Regions from separate parts of the Triticum aestivum genome. Here region 1 is linked to region 2. Evidence: chromatin contacts called from public Hi-C data. All regions are on one chromosome and are shown on one strand. Each heading gives the region's core, a stretch centred on a gene start, on an enhancer-like site or on the middle of the called end of the contact. The rest is flanking DNA. Distances are from core to core; before and after follow the strand shown. Region 1 holds the start of LOC100037593 (multiple inositol polyphosphate phosphatase 1). Region 2 holds the start of LOC123105636 (protein trichome birefringence-like 33).

Evidence for each region. A called contact is a pair of places that touch in the nucleus more often than the background predicts.
Region 1: a Hi-C map of leaf shows a contact between it and region 2, with 2.4 times the contacts expected there. The contact joins the promoter of LOC100037593 here to the promoter of LOC123105636 in region 2. A contact is called at or near these places in 2 of 5 Hi-C or Micro-C datasets (both in leaf).

What each region holds. Positions count from the first base shown.
Region 1 is chr5A:651,464,349-651,467,216 of IWGSC CS RefSeq v2.1, reverse strand. It overlaps LOC100037593 (multiple inositol polyphosphate phosphatase 1), which reads right to left and starts at 1,476. Exons shown (of 11, transcript XM_044527736.1): 1 at 1,240-1,476; 2 at 939-1,023; 3 at 322-621; 4 at 1-4. The coding sequence starts at 1,370.
Region 2 is chr5A:651,331,575-651,334,274 of IWGSC CS RefSeq v2.1, reverse strand. LOC123105636 (protein trichome birefringence-like 33) reads left to right here and starts at 1,323. Exons shown (of 5, transcript XM_044527734.1): 1 at 1,323-2,143. The coding sequence starts at 1,671.

The DNA.
Region 1 (2,868 bases), core at 227-2,726, 130 kb before region 2:
GAACCTGCATCTCAAACATACAGCAATAGTTAGCCACACTAAGCGACAGTCAAACTCAATAACATTATAACTCAACTGGAAATCATCAACAGCAACAGCAACAATGTCCAAACTAATATAAGACGTTTTAGATCACTAGTTTACAGAAGTAGTACTTGGTTTGCAACACATTGAGACTCGGTAAACTGAGTTTCTGCCAAATGCTATATATTTATTCCTGTTTCATCTGATAATGACTAACACATGAGACTCGGTAAACCAAGAATCCTAAAATTTGTTGATATGAACGTGTTAAGTATGGCAAGAACCTGTCGAGCTTACCTGGGTTGCTCTTATTGAGTACACGTCTGGATGATATTCCTCATCAAACAGGTCCTGAAACCTCTCCTTCACTCGGTTAGCAAAATTGAACAGCTCTTCCTCACCTTCGCTAACCAGTTCGCCCCCTTTGACCCTACCCTTCCAACGTGACTCCCACCCCTTCATCCATGATGGAATTTTCTTCAGAGAAGCAGTGTCAGATCCTTGTTTTGCCTCATCTACTAAAGTCCCCAACCGCACAGCCAGCCTATCCAACTCCTTGATTCTCTTCTTGGTAGGAGCACGGGTCCCATGTCTTGCCTGGTAAATAAAAGTATCGAATGAATTCAGCCAATTTTATCCTACACAAGTAGTACACAGTGGGGAAATAACAAGCAGACTCCGCAGAATATTGTTCCATTTCAGGTCAGTCATCAACATCTATTAATTCCTGAACTATGGCAATGCTTAAATAACTCAGGAAAACAGACTAACACCATATGGCATATCACCGACACGACTGCTAAGTACTTGGTTTCAATCCCTTCCAAGCAGTACTGGAGACCGAGTTCACACTGGAACTGGGTGGCGAAATGTTGGCACAGAAATGTGTGGAATGCAGGGGAAATGAAACTCACGACGAGATTGAGGTGGATCACGCGGCACTCATCCGAGATAGAGGGCGCGGAGACCACGCTGTTGGACGCCCTGGACACATCGTACCTGCGAAAATCACCACCAAAGGGGGTTAAAGTTAAACCCTACCATCTCCGCAAGCCCCCGTCTCCGTCCCCAACACCACGGCCTGGGCAACCACCTCGCTCGCATCCGAGGCTAGCTCGAACCCCGCTCCACCGCGAATCCACCGGCGAACTAGCCGGGGATCAGGCGGCGCTTGGAGAGACGACAGAGAGGGAGGGGGCTGAGGGGGAGGGGTACCTGGTGACAGTGGAGAGGTGGCGGCGGACGTCGAAGGCCTCGGGCTCGGCGGCCGCCGGCGGCAAGAGGGGGGCGGCCGCGAGGAGCGTGGCGAGGAGGAGGAAGGGGAGAGGCGTGGCCGGAGGAGCCATGGCGAGTCGCGATTTGCTTCTCTGTCTTTCCGATTCGGTGGGAGGAGGGCTGGTCCGAGTTTTTTTGGACGGCGACCGCGCCGAGCCGAGCCGGCCGGCTATGCACGTGGCGGGGTAGGGGGGCGCACGGGACACGTCCCCAAGGCCATCTGAACGGTCGGCGTCGCGCTGGACGGCCGGGATTGCGTGTGGTGGCTTTTAAAATCCGGATGCGTCTCGGCGCGGCGCCACGTTCTGCGTGCTTCCGAATCACGTGTGATCATGGGCTCCTGGTTTTCTTTCCATTTCCTTTCTTTGTTGGTTTGTAGGCTGCCTTTAACAAGGGTGAAAACTTTGCCACACTTTACTAAATAAAAAAGGGATCTTACATCTAAAAAAAGGATCTTAAATATGTGCATGCATTCCCCAAAAGGAAAGGAAATATATTAAACAAAAAGTCTACTCTCCATTGCCTTCTTTTCTATTCTTGGCTATAAATATTGGTGGCATTGAAGAATGATTCCTAAATTTGTATCATTTTATTTGTTCCATATCTCCCAAGAGTATATGAACAGAAGTCTCCCGCTTCCTCCAAAAGCTGACAAAGGTTGCACTTTGTCCAATCTTATTTCTCTAGAAGCAATCGGCGGTCTAGTCACATCGTCCAAAGGGAGAAGAACTATTGTAACTGAATCACGTGTTATTGTGATCCTCTAGTTTTCTTGTTGTTATCATGGGGCATAAATCAACTCTATAAAGTTGCTTTAAAGGCAACAATCAAGGCTAGATTCTTGTCTTCGTACTTTTTGGTGTTCATTCGAACAAATTCATGTGCTAATAAATGCACGTGCCTTACGGAACCTTGTAGTGTCAGTCATTGTACGACGACAATCCTTCAATCACAAAATGAAACACATCTACAAGACCTCATGTGAAACTACGATATCTCTAACTCAATAAAAAAATACTTCAATCATGTCAATTGATACAAGATCTTTTTAGGAATCCAAGGGGAAAAGGTTTAATTTCAGAGAATTAGCGGGGGGCCAACTAAATAAAAAGAGTTTTTTTGTTTGGAGTACACAAAATGCGTACCTTTCCTTTATAAAAGATAGCAAAGGCAATTACAGGAGAGTTCATCCTAGCACAAAGTAGGAAGGGAGTCCAAAACCCAACTCAAAAACTCCATCTAAAAAACTAGCCAACTACACACATAACAAATCAATCCAACCCTCTCCTATTCCTGCCATGGCTAAAGTTCACTACCTAATGGATGAGGACAGCGGGTCTTGGAATGAACAGAAGGTACGTGCCTTCTTTCTGAACGATGTCTCCTTTGAGATTCTTCGGATCCCTATTAATAGGAATTTCGAGGATTTTGTTTGATGGCCTTTCACAAGGTTTGGGAAATATACTATGCGATCAGCCTACAATATGGCTCGGTCTGCACACTTTCTAGAGTCTCATATTAAGAATGGTCAAGGTTTGATCTCCAATATTTCTTCCCAAAAAAAGGGAT
Region 2 (2,700 bases), core at 74-2,573:
ACCACACGGCAGTATTGGTATACAGACGTCCATCCAAATGCACTAAGTAGATTAGGAGGCGGTAGTGATCAAGTTTGTGCATGCCATGACTGGCGGAGTAACAAGGACGAGAGCGATGCGTGTGAGCAAGAAAAGATAGTAGCAGTACAAGAAACTGGCCGCGGCGCGTGATTCAGGCGAGATTACGCCCCGCGATGGAAGGAAAAGATCGGCGGCCGATTTAGGTTTGGGACACGCATTTCATTTCATCAGATGGTCCGAGTTCATTAGTACTCCAGTACAGTAGTACGTACTATGCTTCATTGATCACCTGCCGGCCATCTTGTTCAAGCGTCGACCGATCTGAGGTTGCCACAGTGTCATCAATAACTGCAAATCTGCAATGGACGACGCACCTACCCTACCCGGCGTATGGTCCGGTGCCGGCAACGGAGCTCAACAACAACTAGTGCTGCGTGCGTCGACGAGATGAGGCGAACCTGAACAGGGGGTTAGTGGGGCCACGTGGAAGCCGGATCTGGCGCCCTGGGGGACACATGGCCCCTCCCCCCGGTCTTCCCGGTTCGAATGTAACTGGTGCTGCCGTTCGCAGCTGGTCGATCGAAGAACACAAGGAAAGGGAAGCTCAAATTTTTACTATTCCCTTCGTTCGTTCCTAAACGTAAGTCTTTATAGAAATTTTACTATAAACCGCATTCGGATGTATATAGAATCATTTTAAATTTAAATTCATTCATTTTGCTTCATATCTAGTCCACCTAGTAAAATTCCTACAAAGACTTATATTTAGAAACGGAAAGAGTACAGCTTTTTAACCAAGGTAACTGACCAAATTGGAATTTCCTTTTGGCATGCACCTCGAGTAGTACTCCCTCCGTTTCCAAATATTCGTCTTTCTAGACATTTTAAATGGTTACAACGTACGGATGTATGTAGACATATTTTAAAGTGTAGATTCACTCATTTTGCTTCGTATGTAGTCATTTGTTGAACTCTCTAGAAAGACAAATACTCCCCCGTTGTTATTTACTCCACATATTAAAGTTGACTGAAGTCAAACTTTGTAAAGTTTACAAAGCTTGACTTTGACCAATTCTAATATGCGAAGTAAATACAGGAGGGAGTAGTAGTAATGCAGACATGCAGTATATTAAATGAACATGCAGTGCAGTAAGTACACCGAGTAATCACGAGAGCAACACACTACTAGTACTACTAATTGCTGTAATAATCGGCCCATGTTTACTCGAGCAAACACCCCAAGTGTGAGCCCACCCACAAACCACAAACCACCATTCGGACACGCACCACACCCCCAGCTATACCCCCGGCATTCAATCCTACTCCACTTCTCACCAAAGTTGCCAGGGCCCCAACCCCGAAAGCGAGCGACCTGCCTCTCCGATCTCCTCCTCCCCTCAACAAAGCCAAGCCAAAGCCAAGAACACCGGCGCTTTACCCTCCCCCACCCCCAGATCCCAACCGCCCCACAGATTCCTCCCCAAGCAGCGCCGCGCACGCCAGATCGGATCGCCCCGCCCCGCCCTGCCCCGCCGACGAATCTCCATTGCATCTCGCGATGCTGGCGGCGGCAATCTAGCTAGCAAGCAAGCAGCAAGATCGACCGAGCTGAGCCGAGCCGGGGGCGAGACGAGACGAGGGCTAGGAGGATGATGAAGCCGCAGCACGGCGCGGCCGGCGGCGGGCACGGGCGGCGCACCCCGTTCCTGACCTCCTATGCGCTCACGCTCGCCTTCATCACCTTCGTCTCCGTGCTCTACTTCAAGGACTTCTCCTCCACGCTCCACCAGCCCTTCCTCCACCACCCGCCGCCCCGCCACCGCCCCAGGCCCCGTCCCCACGTCCCCATGGGCGGCGGCAAGGCTGGGCCGGTGGTGGCAGAGAAGAAGGTCTCGGGCTCCCGCTCGGCGGCGGCGGTGTCGCTGCCGTTCGCGGTCGGGCGTGCTGCGGCCGGGTGCGACGTGGCCCGCGGCGAGTGGGTGTACGACGAGGTGGCGCGGCCGCTGTACCAGGAGGAGGAGTGCCCCTACATCCAGCCGCAGCTGACCTGCAAGGCGCACGGCCGCCCCGACACCGCCTACCGCCACTGGCGGTGGCAGCCCCGCGGCTGCTCGCTCCCAAGGTGCGTGAGTAAATCGCATTACATTACATTATCATCCATCCATGGACAAAGAAAAATCACATGTTCCTCCTCTCGACGGCGATAGTGGGTTTGGATCGATGTTTGTGCCCCATGACAGAGAAAACAATACTTACAAAATAACAAATCGTCGAGCGTAAAAAGAGAAGAATGGATCCAAGCCTTGACGCCGACTCGGCGGATGGAACGAATCGATCGTAGTCCACCGGGAGGTTGGGATTTTACGGTTATTGGGTTAGCAACGGTGAAGAACAGCGAGATTTTGAGGCTAATCCGGCCGGTAGGGTTTGGCCGGACGCGCTTGGCCTTTGCTTACTTGCGTCCGGGCGGGTTCAGGCGCTACGAGGCTCCGAGGTAGGCGAACCACCCCATCGTCGGGGTTGGGGAGGTAGGCCACTCCGAGGTGGTGGTGGCGGTGGTGGGGGCGCGGCGAGCGACGCGACACGACACAGGTCCATTCGCCGGCGACTCTAGAAACGTGCCGAGTCCGGGGTCTGGACTGGACGGCGCAACCAGATGCCGTTGCAGTTATTTTAGCG